2 separate regions of the Mus musculus genome follow, and region 2 is linked to region 1. Evidence: chromatin contacts called from public Micro-C data. All regions are on one chromosome and are shown on one strand. The core of a region is the stretch at or near the end of the contact, and the rest is flanking DNA. Distances in the headings are between cores, read along the strand shown.

Region 1 (5,612 bases), core at 1,054-3,553:
CTATGACACAAAAGTCTGGAGCTGCAAACAGGTATCCAGAATGACCCGCAGTGCCAAGGAGGCCTTGGATAACTGTTCGAGAGACAGCCAGTGTAAGGGAAGAAGATTGTAAAGATAATGGAGGTGTGAGCTCCTGGGATAATGCTCAGAGATGCTTTATGGATGCAAAGGGCTGTTGAGCTTCCGGAAGTGGGAATCAGGAAATAAACTACCAGAATCCCATTTTCCCATCTCACAGTCTCTTCTAACTCTGCCTTCTCTCTCCCTCTTTCTCTCTTCTTTCTCCTCTCTGTCCACATGACAGATGCCAGCCACCCTAGACTTTTTGACTCCCTTACAGATGGCAGTCCTCTCCAGTGTGGTGAGGTCACTCACGCTCTAACGTAGCTGCCGTAGCTGCCGCAGTCAGAGCAGCTGGGTTGGTAAGGCAAGAGGTCCTCCTGTGTGCCTCTCAGGAATGACAGGAGGGAAGAGGAAGTGGGGGCAGCCTGATAAGTGGTTGTGGTTGTGACTTGAGTCACTCATGTTAGCTGTTGGTAGTCACTTTTAGGTAGCTCACTTTGCTCCTTTGCTAATTTTTTGTAAGAGAGGACAGACCCTGATGCTTTTTGGGCCTAGTAGGAGGCACTTCAGCCCAAGTGTCAAATGTGAGAGGGACTTGATTTTACTTATGCGCTTGCTTCTGTCTCTGTCTGTGGGTTCTCCCTAAGGGGCCATTGTTACTCCTTGAACTCATTTATGTTATCCAATAGGTTTTAGAACTTTTTCCTTCCTTCCTTCCTTCCTTCCTTCCTTCCTTCCTTCCTTCCTTCCTTCCTTCCTCCCTCCCTCCCTCCCTCCCTCCTTCCTCCCTCCCTCCCTCCTTCCTCCCTCCCTCTCTCCCTCTCTCTCTCCCTCTTCTTCCTCCTCTTCCCCTTTTAGTTTTTTCTTTTTCTTTTTTTTGCAAGTGGCTTTCAATTTTTTTTTCTTTTTTTTTTATTACATATTTTCTTCAATTACATTTCCAATGCTATCCCAAAAGTCCCCCCCCCACACTCCCCTACCCACCCATTCCCATTTTTTGGCCCTGGCATTCCCCTGTACTGGGGCATATAACATTTGCCTGACCAATGGGCCTCTCTTTCCAGTGATGGCCGACTAGGTCATCTTTTGATACATATGCAGCTAGAGTCAAGAGCTCCGGGGTACTGGTTAGTTCATAATGTTGTTCCTCCGATAGGGTTGCAGATCTCTTTAGCTCCTTGGATACTTTCTCTAGCTCCTCCATTGGGGGGCCCTGTGATCCATCCAATAGTTGACTGTGAGCATCCACTTCTGTGTTTGCTAGGCCCCGGCCTAGTCTCACAAGGGACAGCTATATCCTTCCTTCCTTCCTTCCTCCCTCCCTCCTCCCTCCCTCCCTCCCTCCCTCCTTCCTCCCCCCCTCTCTCCCTCTTCTTCCTCCTCTTCCCCTTTTAGTTTTTTCAAGACAGGATTTCTTTCTGTAGCCCTAAGTTGTCCTGGAACTCTCTGTAAACCAGGATGGCTTTGAACTCAGAGATTCACCAGCCTCTGTCTCCTGAGTGCTAGAACTAAAGGTGTGTGTCACCATGACTGGCACATTTTGGAACTGTTTTATAGGAATTAGTCTCTGTAGGGCTGACATTTCAGGTCATAGGGTCAGGTCACAGCTGAGAATGCTGAACCTGACCTTTGAGAAGGTTAAAGAGATAGAAATCAAGTCACCACTGTTGTAAAATATACTTTAGAAATCCTGGCTTTGTGTTCCTTCCTGCCTACTTTATGTTTCCAGATGAAACACACACACACACACACACACACACACACACACACACACACACACACACCGCCTTTATATTTTAATATGCCCTAGGTAGCACAATAGCTAGGCAATGCCTCCTCTCCATAATGTTAGAATCCACTCTCCTACTGATAACTCAGAGTTATAACTTACTAATTTCTAACTTCCATCTTGGCTGCTCTTGACCCAATTAGGCAGCCCTCTGGGCCACATTCTCTTGGCCCTTAGCCTGTGGTGGCTCTCCTCCTCCCTCCTGCTTGGTGTTGTTCTTCCATGGTGGCCTTTTCTCTCCTTCTCTCTTCTGCGTGTCTTCTCTATCCCAAAGCTGCTACTTCTCTCAGCTCCTTACTCAAAGCACCACCAAAGCTCAACCCTACCTATTTCTCTTCTCCCAGTTATTGGCTGTTGGCATCATTATTCACCAATCACAATCAATTGGAAGTGGGGGGGAGGGTCACAGGGGCTATGTGCAGACTCTTTTGTCTTTGAGGGCCCCAAAATTAGCATTAGAATACAAGCCACATTAGGCCAAGCCACTATACACTGCCGCCTATCCACATCCAGTTCCTGCTGTTGAAGCTTGAGTGTGGTCTAACCTGGGGTATGTTTAGTGAAAACTTTTAAAATCGCAGAAAGCATTTTTTTAAAAAAAATTTATTTTATAGTTCTAAAGGCTGAGATGTCCAAGGGGGCCACATTTGGTGAGGCCCTTCTGCCTAGTGGGGATTCTGCAGGGTACCACGGGGGGGGGGGGGAAGGGAGGGACGGGGGGGGGGGGGGGGGGACTTGTGGCTGTGAGTCTCTCTGCCTAAGAAGCCACTCTTGTGACCATGAGGGCCCCGTCCCCAGGAACTCATCCAATCCTGATTGCCTTCCAAAGGCCTCAGTTCCAAACACCATTAACATAGAACTTTGGGGGACTAAATTTCTTAGCGAACTTTGCATATATATATTTTTTTAATTTTAAAGATTTATGTGAAGATTGTGGCAGTGGTAGTGATTATGGTAGAGGTGGTTTTTGTGTTTTGTAAAAAATGAAAAGGAGTCGTTCATTTCCTCTACAAAGGAGACGCTGGGTGGAGCCCGCCCTTCCTCTTGGCTGGATGCTAAATTGTGGGAGGGGCTACAGGTTGGAGGGTCCCTGCTCCGTGCGCCCAACTTGAAGCTGAATTTTAATCCTAAATCCTTAGAGCATACCTTCAATCATAACTGAAGTGAGCTACAGGCGAAATGGAAGCATCTCCACGTTCCCTGACCTCCTATACCCTGGGTCCCCTTGACCAGAAGTTCAGTTGAGAGCAGCTTTGGGAGCTGGAAGCACACTTCAAGATGGAACCATACCCAGACCTCCAGGCTCGAAAGATCATGGCCACCAGACTGAAACTGAAAGAGGAACAAATTGAGGCTTGGTTCATCCAGAGATCCTTGGAGGAGGAGATGCGGCCCCCCTTGGCCAGGCTGCAGCAGCCTGCCCGGGATGGTACCTCTTCTCCTTCCCACAAAGCCCTCTGCTGCAGGCCACCAAGCTGGAAGTACAGGCTCATTCCCATCAATGCCCCTGAGTCCTCGACCAGCTGTAAGCACAGTTGCTGATCCTCCTTCCCCATGGGCCACTCCAACATGTACCACAAAAACTGTTTCCCCAATTCCCCACCCCCTATCAGAGGCCTGGCTGCACCAAACTCATCAAATGGTGGATGCCTCCCAGAACCCTCGGGGTCAATGTTTGAATACCTGGGTGCCAGGACAGATGACATTGGACAGAAATGGTGCAGAAATGGTGTTGAGTCTCCACCTAGGGCTTCCACTTGAATGTCCAGGGCCAAACCCCACTGGTGTGATTCCACTTCTTTTAACAGCCTCCCCTCAAAAGTGGCCTCTCCTTCAGGCTAGCTATCAACTAAATGTGCAGCACAGTATCACACTGACTTCTTGCCTCCTTTCCTAAGGCATGGTTACAGACTGACATACACTGCCAGAACAACCACTTCCCAAGAGATTGACTGGTTAACAAGGCTGGATTTTTATCCCCTCTGACCTTGATCACTCATGTTGTACCAATGAGTATTTTATTGGTTTGTGTGTGATTGTTTTTTTTTTTTTTTTTTTTTTTTTTTTGGTCTATTGGTGTTTCTGAGGCACCTGCTTGGGGATTTAGATCTTGGAGTGGCTCATTGATAACATGAAATTGTTGACAAATAAAATTGGTTTTTAACAAAAAAATGAAAAGGAGAACCAGAAATATGTTTGTAGAGGCATGGTATGGTGGAGGGGAAGGGGGTGCCTCTGCGGGCCCATGCTGAGGCATCCCTTCCCCCTGAGGGACCAGCCATATGATGGATATAGTATAGAATAGAATTTATTTAAGGCATAGGGAGGGGAGTTGAAAATGAAGTAGAGGCAGAAAAAGGCAGGGAGAGAGAGAGAGAGAGAGAGAGAGAGAGAGAGAGAGAGAGAGAAGAGAGAGAAGTCGAGGTCAGCATGAACATGTGGAGAGAGAGGGGGTGGAGGGGAATGGGGAGGGAAGGGGCAGAGAGAGAAGAGGGATGATAGAGGGGAAGAGAGTAAGAGAGGGAGGAGAGGGCTAGCAGCCCCTTTTATAGTGAGTCAGGCACACTTGCCTGTTGCCAAGTAACCGTTGGGTGGAGCCTAGACGACATTCTAACAGTGGTGCTGATGTTGGTGGTGATTCCAGGAGCAATGGTGGTGGTAATGATCGTGGTGACTCATGGTGGTGGTTATTGTGGTTGTGGTGGAGACTGGTGATGATTGTGGTTACAGTGATAATTGTGCTGTTAGGAGCAAAGGCATATTTGGATCTGCCCATGAAGTCATGTGTCCATGAAGGTACCTGACAAGATGACCCTCACCTACCACTTTATCTATGGCTGCTCCTTGGATGACCCTCATTTCTGTCAACTTGGTGCTTTGGATCGCGTGTACTCTGTGATTCTATGCTATTCTGCAGTTTTGTTTGCCAGTAGCCCTCTGCTCTAAAACAATAGGAGCACAGAGCTGCAGCCTCCAGGCTTCCTTCCCTCTTGTTGGTCCTGCTGCCTGCTTCGCCTGTACTCACCATAAAGCACGTTCTAAGCTGACCATAGAGTTAGTAAGGACACAGGCATTTGGAAGCTATAGTCAGAGGGTTCTACCTTCCGTCTGTCTCTCTCTCATTTAATCTTGTTATTTTTTCCATCTGCTCTTATCCCTACCAAGTAGCAGTGGACACAGAGTGGCTTCTTTGCTGGAAGTGGACAACAGGTAAAAGAGAAAACAAAAAATCAGTGAAGGATATTATTGCTGCAGGATATTTGATCACACTATGAGCCCTGAGATTGTGTTGCACATTTGAAAAGCCTGTTTCTAGTTGTGGTGTGGTTCAGCCTTAGCACACAGCTTCAATGTCTCTGGAAGGGGATACAGACACGCCCTTAGTACACCTATAATCCCAAACAATGGAGGTAAACTTAGTGTGTATAAGGAAGCATCAAGTTTGAAAGTGATGTCTAATTGAGTGGCAGACAAAGTGACAAATCAGAGAGAGAGATTTGACAGAATAGGATGTGCCCAGCTCTCAGGAGAAGAGCAAGAAATGAGAGGCGACTTAAGACAGAGCAGCACAGGGTTGGTGAGATGGCTCAGGTGGCTCACAACCACCTGTAATGAGATCTGATGCCCTCTTCAGGGGTGTCTGAAGACAGCTACAGTGTACTTACTGATAATAAATAAATAAATCTTTAAAAAAATTAAAAAAAAGAAAGAGAGAGAGAGAGCAGCACAGAGAAAGAGAAGGAGAGAAAGGAGGCAGCTT
Region 2 (5,612 bases), core at 1,691-4,190, 790 kb before region 1:
AAACCATCACAGTTAGCTAGAAAAAGAGGTAAGCTATTCTAACAAAGTCTTCTTATGAAATGAAGAGATTCACTGTATAAATTCTCTAACTCTAGAGAACCCCGACTAATACACCTTCCTTAGATTTCCTGTTCTTACAATACTCTCCACGGCTTCTCAGCAGGTCCTGCAAGCATCACAGTTCAACAATCATTAGGTAAGTCTACCTTCAACACTGACGTGCCATCAAGAACTGCAAGCTCATGGGGGTTGGGGGAGGGGGCTCTAGGATGTTTCTTTGACTCTTCTGGTCTGGTTCCTAGCTGTACTCACAAATCTCTGAACAAGTTATGACCACAGATAACAGAATGAACTCAGTCCCTGCCCTTCCCCTGTATCTGAACCTTTCCCACCCTCTCTGGCGCACTACCTTCCCTCTCTTCTCTAGGCTCTCGAAACTGCCATTCCTAGAATACCACTTACCACGTATTGCCTTGCATCTCGATGCGTCCTGTAGAAAGGCTACATCTTCCGCTCACGATGTAGGTTCTACAAGACAGAAAAGGTTTAAACACATTTCTAAAACTGCCAGTGCTAAAAATGAGAGGAGGGGGCGTTTTTGTTTACAAAATTTATAAAACTACCTTATCAGTAATTTTAGCCTATTCACAAAATCAGGATTTGTATTCACAAAATACTGAGCTATTGTCCATTTTCCAAGCAAACTGCCTGCTGTCCTTATTAGCTGGACAGTTGTGCTAGCCCAAAACTATCCATTGCTAAGATGACCAAAAGCAGCCACCTCCAGTCTCTGGTTTAGTAAAAGACTTAAGGAAAGACGTCCTCCATCCTCCACAGACAAATTTCCCTTCACTGTAGAGCTAGGATCAAACCAACACACACACACACACAGAAAAATCCCAGTGAAACCTGAATTCAATTTCAAATACAGCCACAACCTGACTAACCAACAGTGACCATTCTTCATTCTTTACTTTGTTCTCAGTTCTTCCCACAGAACATTGTAAACACAAATGAACTTCCACAAAGTGCTTTCTCTCTCTCTCTCTCTCTCTCTCTCTCTCTCACACACACACACACACACACACACACACACACATTGGGCTATCCCAACACTGCAGAGGCAGAAACAAGCAGGCAGCCTGGTCTACAGAACTAAAATTCCAGGACAGCCAAGGCCCAATAAAAAACAGCTACCAAATAATAAGATAAATGGTTGCTCCTCAATCCAATACTCTCATGATTAAACTTGGGACTCAAAGAGCTACTGCTGGTACCACAGGCTACTCACAGTATTGAGTACAAACACCACGCTTGGCATTGGAGGCCCTACAGAACCTGAACCCAACTTTCCCAGGCTTATCACCTGATTTCTTTCTCCAAAGCCCCTCTTAGCCCATACTTTCCAGGTCAGTTAGCATAGCAAGCACTAACAGGAAACGTCTTTGCTTCTGCTCTCCCTTACTTGGCCAGTGAATTCCTACCGATCCACTAACCTCTTGTGAAGAACTGACTTCCCTTGGGAACGCAAGCTCACTCCTAGATTGCTACTGCTTAGTGTAGACTCACTTCTTTTACGGAGCTTACCAGAATCTGCCGTCTGTGACAGTCGTGTGTGCCCATGTTGAACTCCTCCGGCATGTCCGTGAATCAAGGGTTCATTCAGTCATTCCTGCAGGATTCACAGTCTCTGCACACAGTAAACCGCAGGCAAGTTTGACTCTCCCTCATTGTGCATGCCTCTAAGTCACTACAATTCCCTTCCACCGCTCCCCACAAATACGCGTTTTCAAAACCACCTGGGAGGTATACATTCACCGATTCCATCACTTACTGAGCCAGCACACGTGAGACGCTTTCCCAAGCTCTGTAGGCTCAAAGATTATAAGGCACACAAGCCTGCAGAGTTCAAGGATCGCAAAACCCATATACAAATGTTTATATAATAACAACAGTAATACGATGTCCCGAACACTATAAAAAGAAAAACGCGATGTGATAAATACAATAAAGTAAGGATGTAGAGAGTCCTGGAGAATAAAAAGGACTCTACTGAAGCTAGAGGTGGACAACAGTCAGGGAATTAACACCTCTCCACAGTGAGAAAACGGCACACTCCGTTAGAGAAGCTAGACAAAGGCCCTGGCAGTGGTGGCGCACGCCTTTAAACCCAGAACTTGGGAGGCAGAGGCAGGCGGATTTCTGAGTTCGAGGCCAGCCTGGTCTACACGGTGAGTTCTAGGACAGCCAGGGCTACACAGAGAAACCCTGTTTCAACACACACTCCCCTCCAAAAATAAAAGCTAGATACTGTACCACTGTACTATGGATGCGAAGTTCAAATCAATGAATTTAATGCAAGTGGGAAATACCTATTCTTGGGATGCCCTTTGAAAGCAGGGAAACCGAGGGCGCGATTCTGAACAGTTTACTCGTCCAGGACCGACGACACACAAGACTTGCAAGGTGTGCCTTTAAGTCACTGAAAACCCCGCACTTTCCCCAGGTTCAACCTGCAGCCCGGCCTCCTGCTGGATGAAGAGCACGTTGGCTGGTTTGCATCTCCCGCCAGCCTGCGAGGTTAAGTACGGGACTCCGGGACTCGCCTCCCCCCGCAAGCCGGGCGGCCCCGCGCCTGGACCACGGCTCGCGCTTCGCAAATAGATGAAAGGCTTCCTATCTACGGGATCTGTACCGGGTCGCTCTTTTCCCCCTGGCCGCAGAGCTGCCCCGAAGCCACCCAGACCCAACTCCCAGGATCGTTTAGGTCGATACTCGTTCTCTGAAAACCCATCAGGCGCCCCCCGTCTACCTACAGAGAGTCCCGGGGTCGCCGCCATCAAAGCCCAGCCTGGTTACTATAACACCCTCCACGGCTGAGGCGCCACCCACGCCTCCGGAACAGGAAGCCCCGGGAATTAAAAGGCAAACCGGAGAAATCCGGACCTGGGGAGGGAAAACTCTCCGGAGCGCGTCGCAGCACCTTTTGCACCGTGATTGGCGGATCAGCGAGAGTGACGGACGTATAGACCAATCGACATTGTCTACAGGTCTCACACTCGCCCTTCCACCGTGTCGTCCTCCAATCCGGAAGCGCAACCGGGTGAGCGCGCGTTTCCGCCGCGATCGTGCCTTGGGGGCGCGCGGCTTCGGGCAGCCGGGCTCCTCTCCCGCGTGTCCCGCGGCCTCCCTGAGACGCGCGGAGACATGAGTGACACCGGAGGCGACCGCGCGCGACTCAGGCGCTACACCAAGCTCCCGGTGTGGGTGGTGGAGGATCACCAGGAGGTGAGCGGGCGACACAAGCCACGGAGCCCTGGCAGGAGGGATTCGAACCCTAGCAGCCTGCAGAGGCTTGACCAGCACCTAACGCTGGCTGCAGCCTGTCCCCCACCACCACCAACGTCATCATCCCACGGTTTAACGAGAGGGTTAGCCAGGACCTGAGGGACCATAATCGTAGCTCGTGTCATATGAAGAGGAAAGCCTTCAGCGCTTATTAATGTACAACATGGCAGTGCAGTCGTAAAGTGGGTAGACTTCTGGAAGACGACCTAGCAAGTCTGGATTTGTTTATAGGACCCCTGGAGGGTCTCTGGATATAAAACAAAAGGGATCAAGAGTGAAGCTCTGCGATACACCCCTTCCCCCAGGAAAAGTGGGTTATTTACTGATGGAGAAAGTTAAAGGAGGAAAGAAAGAAGATCTCTGAGACAAACCCAACTTTGGGTTACTCTGTGCTTTTTAATTTGTTGGTAAACTTGGATGTATAGCATGTAGGAGGAAAAAGTCATCTAGTCCCACTTCACCATCCTAAAGGGACAGAAAATGCCCTAAAACTTAGAGTACCTGGAACACAGTTTAATGCTAGAGTGAGTGGTTGGAGATTATCATCAGAAACCATCTATGGTAAAGCTTTTTTTTTTTTTTTTTTTTTTTTTTTAATGTTCCCATGTTTGACCACTTGATGCACTTCAGGTTGGTGCAGTTTCTTGTTTTGTCTGCACTTGACAGTGTGCAGTTCTCACTGTGTGTGTCTGTATTACAGGTTCTGCCTTTCATATACCGGGCCATAGGTTCGAAGCATCTTCCTGACAGTAATATAAGTTTCTTACATTTGGACTCCCACCCAGACCTCCTTATCCCTGTGAACATGCCAGCAGACACTGTGTTTGATAAGGAAGCACTCTTTGGGTAATGTGACTTTTTTTTTAGTCATATTTTATGTATTTGAAATACAACATATAGCAGATGATAAACAAGAGATTTTGCTACACTCACATTTGCATTTTTTGTTTGTTTGCTTGCCTTTTAAATTTTTATTTAGAACATTTTTTTTTCTACCCACTAAAAGAGCCAAATAGGGATCAGGTGCGATGGCTGATCCCTGTGATCCCAGCCCTTGGAACGCTGAGGCAGGAGAATTACAGTTTGAGGAGAGCCAGGGCTACATTGAAGCCTATTTATGGTTAAGTGTTGTCAAGATGCTTGGCAGAGTCTAGAATTATCTGAGAAGTCGGTTGCAGGGCTTGCCTGTGGAGGATTATCTTGATTGGATTAATAGAGACCACTCCCTTGTGACCACCACTTGTGAGTTTTTGGGTCCATTCTTTTTCAAACCCCCACACATTCCTACCCTTGATAACTAATATCTTAGTGTACTGGTGGGTTTTGTGTGTCAACTTGACACAGGCTAGAGTTATCACAGAGAAAGGAGCTTCAGTTGAGGAAATGCCTCCATGAGATCCAGCTGTAAGGCATTTTCTCAATTAGTGATCAAGGGGGAAAGGCCCCTTGTGGGTGGTGCCATCTCTGGACTGGTAGTCTTGGTTCGATAAGAGAGCAGGCTGAGCAAGCCAGGGGAAGCAAGCCAGTAAAGAACATCCCTCCATGGCCTCTGCATCAGCTGCTGCTTCCTGAACCTGCGTGAGTTCCAGTCCTGTCTTCCTTTGGTGAAGGTGAAGAGCAATGTGGAGGTGTAAGCTGAATAAACCCTTTCCTCCCCGACTTGTTTTTTTGGCCATTTTATTTTGTGGAGGAACACAAACCCTGACTAAGACACTCTCCCACTGAGGCCCAACAAAGCTGCCCTGTTGGGAAACAGATTCCACCGCCAGGCTACAGTCCCACCCCCACCCCACCTCCCAGTTGTTGGGGATCAACCTGTTATAGCCAAGGCCAACCTTGAACTCCTGCTCCTCCTCCCAGTGCAGGGACTGTATGCACGTGCCACCGTGCTCAAGTGTCTGCATTCTTTTATACTTCCAAAAATCAAGCCTTGGAAATAATGAGTTGTGTTGTTTGTGTTTACTTTCCTTAAATTAAAAATGAAATTTGTAAATGTTCATTGTAAAATATTAAATTATTATGTCTACATAAACAAGTTTTCTTACTTTAAAAAAGTACATTTATAAAGCTATTGCGTGGCATTATTTAAATTTTTTAAGATTTCTTTAATTTTTGCCCTTGTAAATGACACCTGGACTCTCATCCATTTCATTCAGTCCATTGTTTATGTCATTTTGATTGAAAAAGTTATGATGAAAATTCATGCTCTTACGGAAGGGATTAGAAAACAAGATAGTAGTGTCAGTACTAACTCAGATAAGTAA

What was found. A called contact is a pair of places that touch in the nucleus more often than the background predicts.
Region 2: a contact with region 1 is called in a Micro-C map of embryonic stem cells, with 3 times the contacts expected there. The contact joins the promoter of Drosha here to the enhancer-like site in region 1. A contact is called at or near these places in 2 of 39 promoter capture datasets (HPC-7-derived erythroid cells and hematopoietic stem and progenitor cells), 1 of 484 Hi-C or Micro-C datasets (embryonic stem cells) and 3 of 115 datasets of contacts at active chromatin or transcription factors (astrocytes, bone marrow-derived macrophages and embryonic forebrain).

The regions. Positions count from the first base shown.
Region 1 is chr15:12,029,347-12,034,958 of GRCm38.p6, reverse strand. It overlaps the pseudogene Gm2559. Among named protein-coding and RNA genes, the nearest start is that of Sub1, 36 kb to the right of the region's middle. Within about 2 kb of position 2,303, at least 7 of the 459 cell types and tissues checked have an H3K27ac peak or open chromatin away from gene starts, as enhancers often do. A contact at or near this core is called in embryonic stem cells, where this site is marked.
Region 2 is chr15:12,822,143-12,827,754 of GRCm38.p6, reverse strand. Drosha (drosha, ribonuclease type III) reads right to left here and starts at 2,940. Exons shown (of 35, transcript NM_026799.3): 1 at 2,817-2,940; 2 at 1,588-1,690; 3 at 463-528. The coding sequence starts at 479. 6030458C11Rik (RIKEN cDNA 6030458C11 gene) reads left to right here and starts at 3,098. Exons shown (of 9, transcript NM_029998.3): 1 at 3,098-3,288; 2 at 4,049-4,194. The coding sequence starts at 3,208.